Regions from separate parts of the Mus musculus genome. Here region 2 is linked to region 1. Evidence: chromatin contacts called from public HiChIP or PLAC-seq data. All regions are on one chromosome and are shown on one strand. Each heading gives the region's core, a stretch centred on a gene start, on an enhancer-like site or on the middle of the called end of the contact. The rest is flanking DNA. Distances are from core to core; before and after follow the strand shown.

Region 1 (4,545 bases), core at 1,856-4,355:
CCAAACTTTGGAAAGCCAATGGCAGTGCCAAGGGCTCAAATCTTTCTCCTTGTGACTTGTTTTGGAGGAGGTCTGACGCCACCTCCCAGGCTGGCCTGAAATGCACAGCATTCTTCTTGCCTCAACTTCCCGAGAGATAATAACAGGGGTTATAGGTATGTGCCACCATTTTTAACTGCAAATTAACTTATTTTTTTTTCTTTTTTTTAAAGATAGGAGCTAAGAGAAGTTATGCGTGCTTCTGGCTCCTCCAGTGGACCTGAATTTGATTCCCCACAATTGCCTGTAACTCCAGCTCCCAAGAGCTCGCATGGCTCTGGCCTCCATGAGAACCTGTAGTCACATGTAATACTGACATGCAGATATACATACTTAAAGATAAAAACACATCCTTAGCATCTTTTTCTTAAAGTTTAGGATTCTAATGGCTCACTCTCGTTAGGTATAGTGTCTCAGGCCTGTCATCCTGGCACTTGACTGGCAGGGCCAAAAGGACAAATGGGTTCTAGATCATCTCTGGCTAAATCCCTGAGGTTTTGGCCAGCCTGAACTACATCAGAACCTGTATCAAAACAACCCCCCCCCCAAAAAAAATCCCAAAAAAAAAAACCAGTGTAAACTGCATAAAGGATGAGCATTTTGTCAAACTCAATTTCAGATGCCCACATTGGATTACACGTGACATGCTTTCAGCGCGGTTCCGGTAACCACTTTAGAAGATGCCCCCAAGCAGTGTGCAGGGGGTACTAGCTCTGCAGGTGGCTGTGATGGGAACGTCAGGATGCAGGAGAGTGAAATTAGACCCCACACAGAGAGTTCCAGGTAGAAAGGCGAGGGAGGCAACCTGATACCCCAGCTGCAGAGGTGATCTCGGAAGACCTTCCCTTCAATGTGGCATGTGTGGATGTGAGGCCCGTGGATGAAGGCTTGGACTTTGTCCTAGATGAGCAAGGACGCCCGTGTCTCATGTGTGCACTGGCCTTGTCCCTTCCCATTAGTGAGTCTGTGTTCTGAGAAATGACCCACTGATGGCGATTTCAAGCTGCAAGTGTATGAGGGTGGCCTGTCCAGAGGCTATGACCCTGCTCCAGCTAAGACAGGGCGGGGGCATGGGGAGGTGCACTCTGCACTGGTACCCTGTTTTAGCCATGGCCCTTCTTCGTGAGGCTGTGACATGTTACTGCTCCGTCCAGGTTCCGAGGGGCTGGCAGGCGGTCCTGGGCGACAGCTACAAGGATGACCGCAAAGATCCGGGACACGGTCAGGCCTGGTTTTAAACGTTTGCCACACGGCACCCCATAAAGCCCCCGGCACTTTCTGCTGCAGGAGCTGCCGATGCTGTATTTCAGGTGGGGGCACTAGGGCTGGGAGAGCCTAGATAGCTCCCTTATGGTGATGCATGGGATCGAGCAGCCTCAAGCTTTCTTCCGTACTCAACAAGATCGCCGGCAGGAGAAAGGCACAATAGACAGAGACTAAGCACAGCAGCGGCGGCTTCACTATGTCCACATGACCTTCGTTGGACCACAGCTATGTTACTGTTATCACCAAAGTTTTAGAGACAGGAACTCATGTATCCCAGGCTGGCCTCCAGCTTGCTGTGTAGCTGAAGATGACCTTGACCTCCTAACCCTCTTGCCTCTCCCTCCTGAGTGCTAGGATTAACAAGTATGGAACACTGTCCAGCCGGGCCACCCATTATTGTCCCATCTAATGGAAGGGAAGTTGGGCCTCAGAGACCAAGGGCCTGAAGGAGTTCAGTGTAAGGCAGTCAGGCAGTAATGCCATGCCCACATAGCTGGGGCGGGGCTGGGGGGCAGGCTGCAGGCCACCTGGCTCGCTCCCATCTTGCCCCCATCCTCCTCTGTGCCTGCTGTGACCCGAGCGTCTGGAATGATGGGCTTCACCTGGATCTTACGACCATCACTGCTTGTCACCTCCACCAAGTGCCACCCGTCAGCATCGCCACCACTGTCTCTTCCAGGGTTACCTGCCTTCCGTGTTCTCCCCACAGCCACAAGGACCCTGTGGAAATGTGCGACACTCCAGAACTCCTTGTGGTGTTGGCTCATGCAGACAGGCAGAGACCCCCATAGGTCCCACTCCATCTGCCACCTCCTGTGTCCTCAGTTTCTCCACTTGCCTGTCTTTTCTAGCAGTTACACAAGGCTATCCCTCAAATACCCGGGAATGTTTCTACCGCAGGGCCTTTGAACTGCCCCTCTGCCCACAGACCTCAGGCACTCCCTCAACCCCTAGCATTCTAGGAAAATAGTCTGGGTTTTTTCCCCCTTGCTGACAGATCTATCATGTGTGGTTCCAGTCTTCCGACACAGGCAGGGTGGGCCCCAGCAGACCCCCAGATTACCTTTGAGGGCTGTGCCCGAGATGGATCCCCAGACAGACTCGGAGACTGCTAGCGCAGCCCGGGAAGCAGAGCCACGTGCTTCCTCCCTGCTGGGAACGCCCAGCTGCGTCAGCTCCACGTGGAACAGAGTCTCAGATCCCCTTAGCTGACTGACAAATTGCTCTGGAAACTGAAAGATTTTGGCATGTGTACTGCTTAGGGGCCAGGTAGTTATGTGCCTGGGCTTGCTGGGCCTTTCAGGTGCCCACGACGGGTGCCAGCACCTGGCAGGGAGCTTGGCTGCTGGGCTCCCATGACGAATGTCTGGGGTGGGTGGGGTGGGCTAATATCTGTGAAGTAGCTGCAGTCACGGACCTGCACAAGCAGATACAGGCTCTGTGGGCTTTGAAGAAAAGAGCTGGGGCCAGGCAAGAGGATGGGGCCTTTCTGGGCATGGCCAGCTCATCTCTTCCTGGCAGTTTTCAAATTCTGCTCTCTGTCCTGCCTTCCCTAAACAGCCTGCTTCTTTCAGAGAAGACTACAGTGCCCCACCTTTCCTCTAAAATTAAAGACCGATCTCATTGTCTAGCCCAGGCCGGCCTCCCGCTCACATTCTTCTTGTCTCTGAGTGCTGTGATTACAGGCTGCCCCCAGAGTGATATTTTAGAAAAATGTTTGCCAGATTAGGGGCTCAGGCACCTTCGCTGGCTCTCACACCCTCCAGGACCAGATGCTAGCTCTAACCACAGCAGTGAGCCTGCTAGAGCAGCCCTCTTGCCACCCTGCTACTCACACCTCCTGCCACGCTTCCCTTGGGGATCCACCTCAGTCTCCCGGCCACCAGACATTCCCAGAGTACTGCGAGCAGGCCGGCGAGGTACAATAGTCTTAGCTGTCTGGCTGCCAATCAAGACACTGCCTGCCTATTTCCCTCCTGAGCCTTGATTGCCATCTGTGTCTCACTTGGTTGTTGTCTGTCTGTCCATCTGTTTCCTCTCTGCAGCAGAATGTCAGCCCCATGAAGGAGGACTGGACTCTGTTCCCTGGAGCACGGGGGTATCTAGAACAGCACTGCCGAGGAAAGCTGAGCTGGTCTGGTCTGGTCTGGTCTGGTCTGGTCTGGTCTGAGATCCCCTCCAGCCAGAGTGGCCAGTGCTCCTCACTTACAGCAACTAGCAAGAGCTCACCTCACCCCCTGGACATTTGCTCCAGGCCTGTGCCATCTCTGAGTGACTTAGCCTCACCCTTCCTGGGACTCCACCTCCTGTTTTACCCCATAGACCATTTTTTTCTTTTTTCTTTTTTTGGTTTTTTCGAGACAGGGTTTCTCTGTGTAGCCCTGGCTGTCCTGGAACTCACTCTGTAGACCAGGCTGGCCTCAAACTCAGAAATCCGCCTGCCTCTGCCTCCCAAGTGCTGGGATTAAAGGCGTGAGCCACCGCCGCCCAGCTGTGACCTGAGTTTGATTCCTGTAACCCACGTAAAGGTGTAAGAAAGCCTGACTTCATCACGCCACCCGCTGACGTTTTCACGCGTGGTACGCCATGTACGCTGACACACAATTGGAAGCTGCACACATCCTCCCATCTCCTCCCGCTGAGACCTTCCCTGGCTTTCTTTAGCCCTTGGGATCAAATTCACACTCAGTAATGGAGTGCCTGAGTGACCTCGCTGGCCCCTCGGGCCTGTGCTCAGTGACATGAAGCTCAACCCTCTTACCCGGGTCCCACCCTTTGTACCCTCATCTCCTACTTGTGAGAAACCTCTCTACAACCCCATCTTTCTCTTCTGCCCTTCAGATTTGAGGCAAGTCTCCTTCTGTAGCCTCAGCGGGCCCAGAAGTGACAATTCTGGATCAGCCTCCGAAGCGCTGGGGTTAGTAGCACCTGTGCCACCAGGTCTGGATTGTTTAGTTTGTTTTTAGGTCAACGTCCACAGCCAGAGCTGTGGGGCTTAGACTGTGCATGGCCCTGGCTTTGATTCCCAGCAACACCCCCTATACCCACCCTCACACACACAAAATACAACGTAATACACGTAATGAAACTGCAGACTGAAGACATTGGCCAGCCTCCTCTGAGGATGCCTGCTGCTGCGGCTCATCCATGACTTTGCTACCATCTGCCTGTTGTCTTCCTGGGGCCAGCCAACACTGGGCCTGGCACACATGCACCTGCTCATGAATAAATGGCAAGTGC
Region 2 (4,327 bases), core at 149-2,648, 200 kb after region 1:
GCATGCAGCTGCTGGCAACAGAATTCAGCTTCTCTTCAGAAATAGCATGTGCTCGACAGATGTGGTGGCACCCATCTTTAGTCCCAGCACCGGGGAGGCAGAGGCAGGCAGATCTCTGAGTTTGATTCTAGCCTAGTCTACAGAGGGAGTTCCAGGATGGCCAAGGGCTGTTACACAGAGAAACCCTTTGCCAAAACAAAAAGAAAAAGGAAAACAAAAAACAAAACAAATAGAAAACACTAGCTATGCTCTTACCTGTTGAGGTCTCTCTCCAGCATCCAGTTAGTCATATTTAATAGATGTATTGTAAAAGCAAAACAAGTATATAATTTGCAAATAGTCATGCATATATTGGTATAAATGATTAAAGGTTTTATTGCTTCAATGTGCAATTTTTTTTTTTTCTGAGACAGGGTTTCTCTGTGTAGCCCTGGCTGTCCTGGAACTCACTTTGTAGACCAGGCTGGCCTGGAATTCAGAAATCCGCCTGCCTCTGCCTCCCAAGTGCTGGGATTAAAGGCGTGCGCCACCATGCCCGGCTTCAATGTGGAATTTTAAAAGATTTGAGACCACTGTTAAAATGAACACTTGAAGCCTGACAACCATGCTTCCCTACAGGGAAGAAAGAAAGCCAATGAAAGGGAAGCCGATCAAGAATCTTGCCAAGGCCTGAATTCACGCAAGAAAACCAATGTCCAGGGCTGGTAAGACGGCCCAGTGCTCAGGAACACCCGCCGCTCTTGCAGAGGCCTCTAATTTGGTTCCTAGCACCCACACGGAGTCTCAAACTGCAACTCCAATTCTAAGTGATCTGACGCCACCTTCTGGCTTTTTTTGGCACTGCACACATGAAGGCAAAAAACACACACACTAAATAAATATTTTTAAAGACAGATACTTTAGATAGTTCAATCAGATGCTTTTTAATTGTGTGGTGGTGGGGTCATGTGTATACCATGGTGTGTGTGTGTGTGTGTGTGTGTGTGTGAGAGATAGAGAGAGAGAGAGAGAGAGAGAGAGAGAGAACAACTTTGAGGAGCTGTTTTTTCACTTCTACCTGGCCTAGGCAGTCTTGTTATTCTTGTCACTGCACTGCGTTGTCACCAGAGTGGCCAGTGCTTCTGTCTTCACATCTCATTGTAGAAGTACTGGGCTTACGGATGCCTACCACGGTATCCGGGGGTTTTTTTTTTGTTTTTTGTTTTTTTCAAAACACAGGTTCCAGGAATTCAAGTTAGGTCATCAGGCTGCCATGGAAAGTGTTTTTACCTACTGAGCTGTCTCCCCAGCTCCCAGTTAATGTTTAAAATAGGAAAATGGTTATAAACACAAGAGGAGGCTAGGAGAGTTGGGCGTGGTGCTGCACGCCCTTTGTTCCAGCACTCTGGAGGCGGAGGCAGGCAGGTCTCTGCACATTCAAGGTCAGCCTGGTGTACAAAGCGAGTTCCAGGACAGCCGGGCCTACACAGAGAAACCCTGTCTCAGAGAGAGAGAGAGAGAGAGAGAGAGAGAGAGAGAGAGAGAGAGAGAGAGAGAGAGAGAGAGAAGAGAGAGGAGGGAGAGGAGGGAGAGGGAGAGAGGGAAAAGGAGAGGGAGGGAGGGAGGGAAGGAGAGGGAGTAGGGTAAGAGAAACAAAACTGGAGGTGTGAGCCTTGTGGACCCCAGGAGGCAAGCTTGGTGGATCAGCAGCTTCATGCTAGTGCCCACCCACTGTTGGTGTAGAATTGCCGGAGGCAGAGCTGGACCTACCGGGACTCCTGAAACCCATTATACCCATTCCTGGTGCTGATGGGGTGGCCAGACTGGTCTCTACTGTCAGAACCAGGCAGACTACGTCTTCTTCTTCCTGCTTTTCTAATTTCTCACCAGAGTCTCCCCCTCTGGTGGATCCTAACTGGAAAGTAGCAGTTAAGGGATTGTGGGAAACGGGCTATAGGCTCCCTCCCTCAGCTACTGTGGAGGCCAGCTCCTTTGAACATAACTGCAGCCATTTTGTATTCAGTCTCCATTTTGCTCAGAAGATGAAATTCAGTTCAGGTTCTCAGGGAATTACGCACAGATGACACTGACAACTTCTCCTAAAAGGGCATAGCTCTGTGGTTGTAATTCTCAGGCTCAGTCACCCCAGTGCTCCGAGACTCCCCTGTTCACCACCCATCCACCACTCCTTTCCTCATGCAGGACCAATCAGCCTAAAAGCTAGTTGATAATTCTTTGTCTAGTCAGCCTTGCCTTCTGAACTTCTGAACTTGGCTTTTCCTATAAAAAAGCCTGCGATAAGAACAGACTGGTACCACAATTATGCTCCCAGGTTTTTGGGTTTTTTTTTTGGTGGCTGCGATCAATAAGTCTTGGGTTGTGCATTCAATAAACTATTCTTGCTTAACTGAGATCCATGTTTGTATGGTTTGTGGGGTGAATTCCTGAACCCCAACATCTACTACACAAAGCAACGAATGAAAGGGTCTGATGGAGTCTGTCAAATTCTAGAAAAAAACAGAACCGCGACAAGGCAAGGTTTTGGGTCACAATACATATTCTATTTTATGATTCACAGAGAGCTAAGAGTTAAGAAACAGTTAAGAAAGCCTGCTGCCTTTTAGTTCCCAGAACCCATATGACAGCTCCTAACCATCTATAACTCCAGTTTGAAGGGAGTTGTTACCCTCTTTTGGCCTCCACAGGCACTGCACACATTGTGCACAGATGTTATGTGGCGGTGAAACACACACATAAAATCTTTGTGGCTGTTGTTTTGAGACAGTGTATGTGTAGATCTGGCTATCCTGGAACTATCTTTGTAGACCATGCTAGCCTCAAACTCCCAGAGATCCGCCTGCCTCTGTCTCCTGAGCACTGGGATTAAAGGGGAGCGTCACTGCCACCTGGCTCAAAAAAAAAAAAAAAAAAATCTTTTGAAAATCAACAGAAAGCATTTTAAAACAATGAAATTTTAAATTTTAGTGGCTATGAAGTTCACATAGTTCAGTGAATGGGGCTGACAAACTATTCTATTTCTAAACTTGTGGCCAAAGATGACAGTTAATCTTCTGCAAGCCATCTAAGACGTTGAACAAAACAGCTGAGCGTGTTGGCTTACATCTGTAGTCCCAGCTCTGGGAAGGCTGAGTCAAGATGAGCATTGTGAGATTGTGAGTTCAAGGCCAGCCTGGGCACCAGCCACCCCATAATTCCCAGCCTGCTTGGTCAAACATGGGCTTAAGCTAATAGACAGTCTTTACTAGCCAGCTGGGAACTGCACTGGGTGTTGGAGATTCCACAGTAGCAGCAAGCCTTCAAGCACAAAAACCATACCCTGGGTTAACATACTTTAGTTACTTTAGTTAACAAGGATAGTTAGCTGTACTAACCAGAAGCAGAACTGTAGAAACCAAAAAGCAAGGTTTGTGCAGCTGGAGACTTTCCCACAAGGATGGGCTTTGACGGAATAGGTCTTTGTTTTGGCAGTTGGTGCTGTCTATGTGCTGAGTTTTACAGTCTGAACGGTACTTCCACCATGGAGTCAGTTGTGCTAAGGTCTGGGCTCTATCACATTCCTAACTCGTCTTAGTGAATGCGTCAGATCACGGACTCATCCAGTTCTATTGAGGTGTAGGTGGTCCCTCGGACTATTAATTTTACTGAGCTGATACATAATTGGTCATATAAGGTAAAATGCGCTGGCCTGCCATTAATCCAATCAGAATGAGAATTTAAGGTCCAGCCAGGATGATAGCAGAGCAGTTAGCCAGAGGGACCAAGAGGGCAGAGACTGGTATTATCTGGTTTATTTCTATGTTTTTTTTCCCCCCTCGGTCTCTTTTTTTTTAACCATGGCATTTTTTTGATCAAATTTTCTTGATCAATTAGCATAGGAACAAGAGGGTTTTTTGGTTTTGTTTTTCACAGGCCAAGCATAGTTTTCTTTATCTCATGAGAAGTCATTTCTGCAAGAGAATCTGTTGTTTTAATACCTCTAGGTCCCAATGAACCTATCTTGGCACACTTGGTCAAACAATTTGCACATGCCCACTGAGCCGTCTCAGGGATTCAGCAACCCTGCAGCTGTCCAGATGAGTTCACGAGTTAGAACAACAGGCACCAGAAGGAGAGACATTCCTAGATTAAAGGTTTTGGATATCAGACAAGTTTTAGACATAAGTCCTCTAATGTTAATTTGGGATGTCCAGTCACAATGAGTTTTGTCAATGAGCTGACAGTCTGATTAGTTCCTATCCCTATCCTATGTAGTATAGGGGTTGGATGATTTTTGGCTAGGATTGATTAATTTTATCCCCAGGGTCCAGTTTGCATTTTTTTTTTCCGG

What was found. HiChIP or PLAC-seq counts read pairs in DNA pulled down with a chosen protein or histone mark.
Region 2: a contact with region 1 is called in an H3K27ac HiChIP or PLAC-seq map of embryonic stem cells, with 2.9 times the contacts expected there. The contact joins two enhancer-like sites. A contact is called at or near these places in 1 of 484 Hi-C or Micro-C datasets (bone marrow-derived macrophages), 5 of 115 datasets of contacts at active chromatin or transcription factors (embryonic stem cells and large pre-B cells) and 3 of 9 other capture datasets (adipose tissue, embryonic stem cells and liver).

Annotation. Positions count from the first base shown.
Region 1 is chr7:29,339,451-29,343,995 of GRCm38.p6, forward strand. The region is part of intron 16 of Sipa1l3 (signal-induced proliferation-associated 1 like 3); the gene reads right to left. Among named protein-coding and RNA genes, the nearest start is that of Dpf1, 34 kb to the left of the region's middle. Within about 2 kb of position 3,106, at least 65 of the 459 cell types and tissues checked have an H3K27ac peak or open chromatin away from gene starts, as enhancers often do. A contact at or near this core is called in embryonic stem cells, where this site is marked.
Region 2 is chr7:29,540,008-29,544,334 of GRCm38.p6, forward strand. No RefSeq gene overlaps it. Among named protein-coding and RNA genes, the nearest start is that of Gm38982, 13 kb to the right of the region's middle. Within about 2 kb of position 1,399, at least 4 of the 459 cell types and tissues checked have an H3K27ac peak or open chromatin away from gene starts, as enhancers often do. A contact at or near this core is called in embryonic stem cells, where this site is marked.